Regions from separate parts of the Gossypium hirsutum genome. Here region 1 is linked to region 2. Evidence: chromatin contacts called from public Hi-C data. All regions are on one chromosome and are shown on one strand. The core of a region is the stretch at or near the end of the contact, and the rest is flanking DNA. Distances in the headings are between cores, read along the strand shown. Region 1 has its middle 12 kb from the start of LOC121208764. Region 2 has its middle 8.0 kb from the start of LOC121207941.

What was found. Hi-C and Micro-C count contacts between places; a contact is called where the count stands out from the background.
Region 1: a Hi-C map of leaf shows a contact between it and region 2, with 2.7 times the contacts expected there. The contact joins two enhancer-like sites. A contact is called at or near these places in 3 of 34 Hi-C or Micro-C datasets (all in leaf).

What each region holds. Positions count from the first base shown.
Region 1 is chrA10:16,402,841-16,405,774 of Gossypium_hirsutum_v2.1, forward strand. No RefSeq gene overlaps it. Among protein-coding and RNA genes, the nearest start is that of LOC121208764, 12 kb to the left of the region's middle. Within about 2 kb of position 1,526, at least 3 of the 9 cell types and tissues checked have an H3K27ac peak or open chromatin away from gene starts, as enhancers often do. A contact at or near this core is called in leaf, where this site is marked.
Region 2 is chrA10:16,326,308-16,329,314 of Gossypium_hirsutum_v2.1, forward strand. No RefSeq gene overlaps it. Among protein-coding and RNA genes, the nearest start is that of LOC121207941, 8.0 kb to the left of the region's middle. Within about 2 kb of position 1,429, at least 1 of the 9 cell types and tissues checked has an H3K27ac peak or open chromatin away from gene starts, as enhancers often do. A contact at or near this core is called in leaf, where this site is marked.

The DNA of each region.
Region 1 (2,934 bases), core at 276-2,775, 77 kb after region 2:
AGAGATCCATGTGATCCACCTCTCTTCCCTGGGAATTGAACTTTGTGTGATTTTTTAGTACAATAATTTACACGCTTCCGACCCTATTGGAACAACAAAAAGAACACTAGAATCCTTTGAAGGGAAAGAATGTTAAAATCAACTTTGATGCTGCATTTGGTAAACAAAATAAAAAGTCATGTACAGGAATCGTCATCAGAAATTCTTTTGGTAATATTTTAAAAGTAAAAGCTTACAATAACGAGCATATACCGACGACGTTTACAGCAGAGGCACTCGCATTTGTCTAGGCGGTTAGATTCGAAGCAGAGTCAGGCTTTTTAAGAGTTGAAGTTGATGGCGACGTGTTAGCTATTATTAAAAAAATACTAAGTGAGGAAGAGGATAGATATGAAATCAGGGTTTATATTTTAGATGCTAAAAGATTAAGAAGCAACTTTGTTAGTTGTAGATTTAAGCATGCAAGGAGACAAACAAACAAAGTGGCTCATATACTTGCAAAAGAAGGTTTGATCGAGAGCGAGAATACTTATTTGGCTTCTGGTCTTTTTAGTTCGATAGTTAGGGCCGTCAAGGTTGACATACAAGGTGGAAGAGGAGGAAGTTGAAGGGATTATGTAAAATCTAAGGAACTTTACAAATTTGAATACAAGGAAACAATAGATTTGAGGGGTTGAAGAAAGAGTATTTCTATTTTTTAAGAGAAGAAAATGATAGGAAAATGGAAAGGCATTTGAGATCCAAAGTTTCTTTAGTAAAAGAGTAACTAAAATAGCGAGTAAAATCGCTCATTTCAGAGATGCCTTGGATCAATTGAGAGTTTTGACGTGGTTGACAGTTATCTTTCAGAGCTTGAAGAGACAAATTGTTGAAGAAGAAGAGGGATCGTCAGAAATGGAAACTGGCTACGGGGTAGTTTCTTTAGGGTTTTGTTTTGAAATGAGTATTTTTTAAAGTTTGGGCTCGTTTAAGCTTTAGAATTGTAGGACGGATTGGGTTTTTAATGGGCCTTTGTTTCTAGTTCAGGGTTTGTTTTTACTTTATTATTTTTCTTTTTCTAATTTGAATAAAATTATAGGCCAAGTTTTATCATATATATATATCTTCTACTTTGTCTTCTAATTGAATTTATTCGTAGATCATGACACTAAAACCAGGCCAACCAAAAGTTTTGTGTGAAAATGAATTTTATATTATTTGTAAAAATAAATTATTTATATTTATTTTAAATCTTTTATTAGATTGATGTTATGAATCAATTAAATATCAATTCAATTATGAAAATATTAAATTTGTATTTCATATAAAAATCAAATTATATTTTTTATTAAGGTGTATTGATCTTTTTATTTAATAATTTTATAAAAAATTGGTTATAAAACATGAAAAATAATTAATTTTATTTTTGTAACCAGTATATAAAAAGAAAGTGGTGGGATTTGATTTGAGGTCAAAGAAAGTGAGAGGTTAAAGTGAGCATCGTTGTCGAGAGTAATTTGTCCTAAACGACGACGTCGCATTCAACTTCCCGAATCTATCAACCCTCAATGTCGCTGTCAATGGTTGTGCCTTCTTCTACGCCACTCACCCCTCAAAGTTGACCGTTAATTATATATATATATTCTCTTTTTTGGTTATTCTTTTCGAAAAATTAAATATAATTTAATACTGTTATTTATACAACATATATTTAAATCATTGCAATATAGTCTAATATAAATAATAAATATATATTATTCTTGATATCATTTTTTTTTGGTAAAATTAATTGTGACCGCTGAATTGGAATTTATAGCGTGTGAATTGCAAAATTGATGTGATTTAAGAGGTGTAGGCTGTAATTTGGTTAGAGGAATTCTCGTAATTTCGTTTCGTGTTTAAAATAAATTATATTATTCGAAGTTATTTTAGTATTTTTTATTTAAATATAATATATATACATATAATAAAATTTGAACTCATACCAATTATATTAATAAAACTTTAAATTTATCATTCAACTAATACTTTATTTTTACTTTTTATATATTTTAATCTTATTATGCATACTTTTATATCTATAATATTATTTAAACACTTAATTGAGTTGGTGTTACAAGTCAACATGGCACCAACTCCATAAGAAAAATTACCAAAATGTTTTTTCATATTTAAAATAAGTTATATCTATATTGTTATTTAAACCCCTTACTGAGTTGGTGTCACAAGTAAACCAAGCACAAACTTGATTAGGGAAACTACCAAAATATCTTTTCGTATTTAAAATAAGTTATATTATTTGATGGTATTTTAGCCTTTTTATTAATAAAAAATAAACAATATATGCATTTGGTGAAATTTGATTCTATGCCAATTGGTATATGAAAACCACAAATTTATTACTCAACCGATGCTTTATTTTAATTTTATTAATAATATTGTTGATTGAATTGGTGTCTCAAATTAACTGAACATCAACTTAGGATTGATGACAACACTATGATAAATAATTGTATTCTTTTAGTATTTTTAATTTGAGTATTTATGTGTTTTAATTTCATTTTACTCACAATTCAATATAATTTTTTATTTAAATATTATACATATTTCGTGTATTATTATTAATTAGTTTCAAACCATATGCTTCATTATTTATGATAGGTTATTTTTAAAACCACATCTATATTCTAATTAGGTGATTTCCACTTTGATACAACTTTTAGTTAATTTTAATTTTCTTTTTGGAAAACAAAAAATAAAAGAAAAATAATATATATATGTTGAATTCTCATGAAATGGGTGCATGCTTTAATCCTTCTTTTATCCTCTACCTCCCAAAATAAAATTCTTAATCAGGCAAGTCTAATGAGGTTTAAAGTCAATTAGTACTTAATATTGAATTTAAATAAATAAATTAGCTTATTATCAAAATCAGTAAATAAATAAATTAGGTAC
Region 2 (3,007 bases), core at 179-2,678:
CCTAAACAAAGTAACCGATCGAGTGTTTAACAGAACGTCAAGTAAACGAGCAAAATCCCGTTTCGAAGGAAAAGTGTTGACACAATGGAAATCACAAACGAAAGTAAATCACAACGGAACTTACACAATATCAGCCTTACAGACAATAAGACTTCCTGATTCACATAAAAATAAATTGCAAAAAGAAGAAAAAATAAAAGAAAAATGAAAAAAAATAAAAAAAAGGAAGAATAGGAAAACAAAGAACAAAAATTTTAGAAAAAATAAAAAGAACGATAACATTTTCTTAGAATGTTTTAAATTAACCACCACCCCTTCCGACATTTGCAAAAAAAAAATCCTAATGCGTACGATGGGATTCAAACTCGAAACTAGACAAAATACAGACAGATACTTAACTAGTGAACCATTAAACTTATTCTTGACACTGATTTATCAAGAATTGCACTTATCCACCTAACACATGGATAAGGGTTGTTTAAAAATAGCAAAACTTTTAGCAATGCAACTCAAACTCCAGATTTTAGACCCAAAAGCAGAGCACAGAACCATACATACAATAATTTAATTACTATAGATTCTCACAATTAAATTCCTAAATTTTTGAGGCGTTACAAAAAAAAAAGTTATGTGGTTGAAACGTAATCTCGATTAAAGTTTAGAGACAATAATGTAGTTTGCTCTAAAAATTAAAAAGTCTAAATACCCTTAGATCTATAAATGGCTCACTAACTACATATTTGCTCACATTTGTATAGAAGTGCTAAAAATGTTTTAAACTAACTTATCTATTTTTTCTATACAATTCTTAGAATTATTCATAACCCTTACCTAAATCATAAATAGGAGGATAAATGTGCTTCGACACGCTTAAACTCACATCCTCCATTAAAAATACCGATGTCAATCAAGCTAAAATTCAATTAACTAAATTAACTTATCCATTATCAAACAATAAAATTAAAAACACAATCTAAATACCTACTGAATTAAGAGTGACACCAAAATTCAGTCACTCCCATTATAATAAATGAGATTATGTAACAGTTATTGATGTAAATTTGAATAAATGGTGAAGAAAATGGAAAGATACGTAGGTTGAATTCGTTATCTACAATGAAGCTACAAAGAAACGGCTAACATACAAATGTTTGTCAACATTAGGAAAAACCCAATTTTGTTGAATAGAAATAGATATGTAACATCATAATTGTGGAGTAAAGGGCCCATCCATCCTGACAAAATCCAGATGAGATGCAATGTGAAAGCAATAGTGTTGATTTACAGTTAAATCCATTAAATGAGGCTTTCTCTTTCAATGTATTGTCTCATCAGCTTATTCATAAATAGGGGTAGATAAAGAGTCCTATCGATATGCAATTAAATCCGAGCTGTGGCTTTTGTTGCCCCCACACCCCCACGAGGCAAGGCACCACCCACTGAGCTGAGCCTGGTTTAACGTTTAATGCTTTCTCTGCCAGATATCTGCTGGTTGGTGAAGGAGCCTCCACTATTTTAAGTTCCATTCCGGTTTAAATGCATGCCACCTGTTGTGAGAATGACTTTTTTTTTTCATTTTTCTTAAAAGTACTTAATTTCAACTTTCATGTAATAAATGCAGAAACGAGCAATTAACAAGTTTGAATTCCTCCCTAGTACTTGTTCGGCAAGGTACGCCAAGTCAATAAGACAATGACAATTAAAATAGCTTGGAGTCATTTTAAATCCATGTTATATCACTTATGTTTTTTTTTCCATAAAATAGGATTCATACAAGTGGAATTTTACAAAATAATCAACAAGATTAGTACAAGTTCGTCTTCATTAAAGAGTCTATAAATTCATTTTAAAGAAAAACTTAAAGATTGAACAAATTAAAATAAAAACCTTCGAAAATAGAGGTGAAGTGGACAACACCATTTGTATAACATGCGGATCACACAGGAAAAGGGCAAATGAAGAGTGTGCTTTCTCCTTAATTCTTCTCCTTTTCCCTTCATTAATCCTCTAGCTTATTTTATTAAACTTTCTCTATTATTAAACATTTTAGACAGCTTCTCAAAACACAAACTCTAATGCTTTCTAGTACCCTTTTGTTCTATAGTAACTTACAAAAATGTTAATAATATAACTCTTAACATTTTGTTCGAATAGTGTTCTTATAGAAATGATGTTAATATTTTGATTGAAGTAATTAACAATATAATTATTTAGACTAACTAATGATATTATAAAATAACAGGACCAAATTATGTCAAAAATATCAAGTATATAGATGAAATTTCATGTTTTAGTCTAGTAAAGTTTGACTATTGTCTAATAATGCCTAAAAAAACGAAACAAAACAAACTCCAAAAAATAAGAGATCACGTGTACCCTAAATTATGTAACATTTTAATAAAAAATTTAATGATATTAACTATTTAAACTAATCAATATTATTATAAAAAATAGAAATCAATTTATATTAAAAATTAAAGTATAAAAATTAAAATTAAAATTTAAACCTAATAAAAAATATTAAAATTGAAATTTAACTATTTTTCTATAATGTTAAAAAAACACTATTGTACTCCTAATAGAAATCAATTGAATTAAATCGAGGTTGACATTACATTTAAACAAAATAGATTCAAGCAAGGAAGTTTTTTGTCATCCATAAAAGAAAACATGCTTATAAAGAGTCTAGGTAGAGGTGTTTATGGGTTAGACTGAGCCAAAATTAAGTCAAGCCTATACAAGGTTTTTAAACCAAATATTCAAGCTCAGGTTCGACCCAAAAAATAGACTTACTTTTTTGCCCAAGTTCGGTCTAATTTAAAAAAGGTAAATTTGAGCCTCACCCGACCTGCTCATATTTGATTTTTTATATTAATTTTTATTTGAAAATAAATTTTAAAAAATATAATACAGCACTAAAAAATGTTAAAATAAAAGTTTTCTAACACATCAAAAAGTATTTATATTAAAAAAATACTACCATAAATATAATAAATATTTTATTATA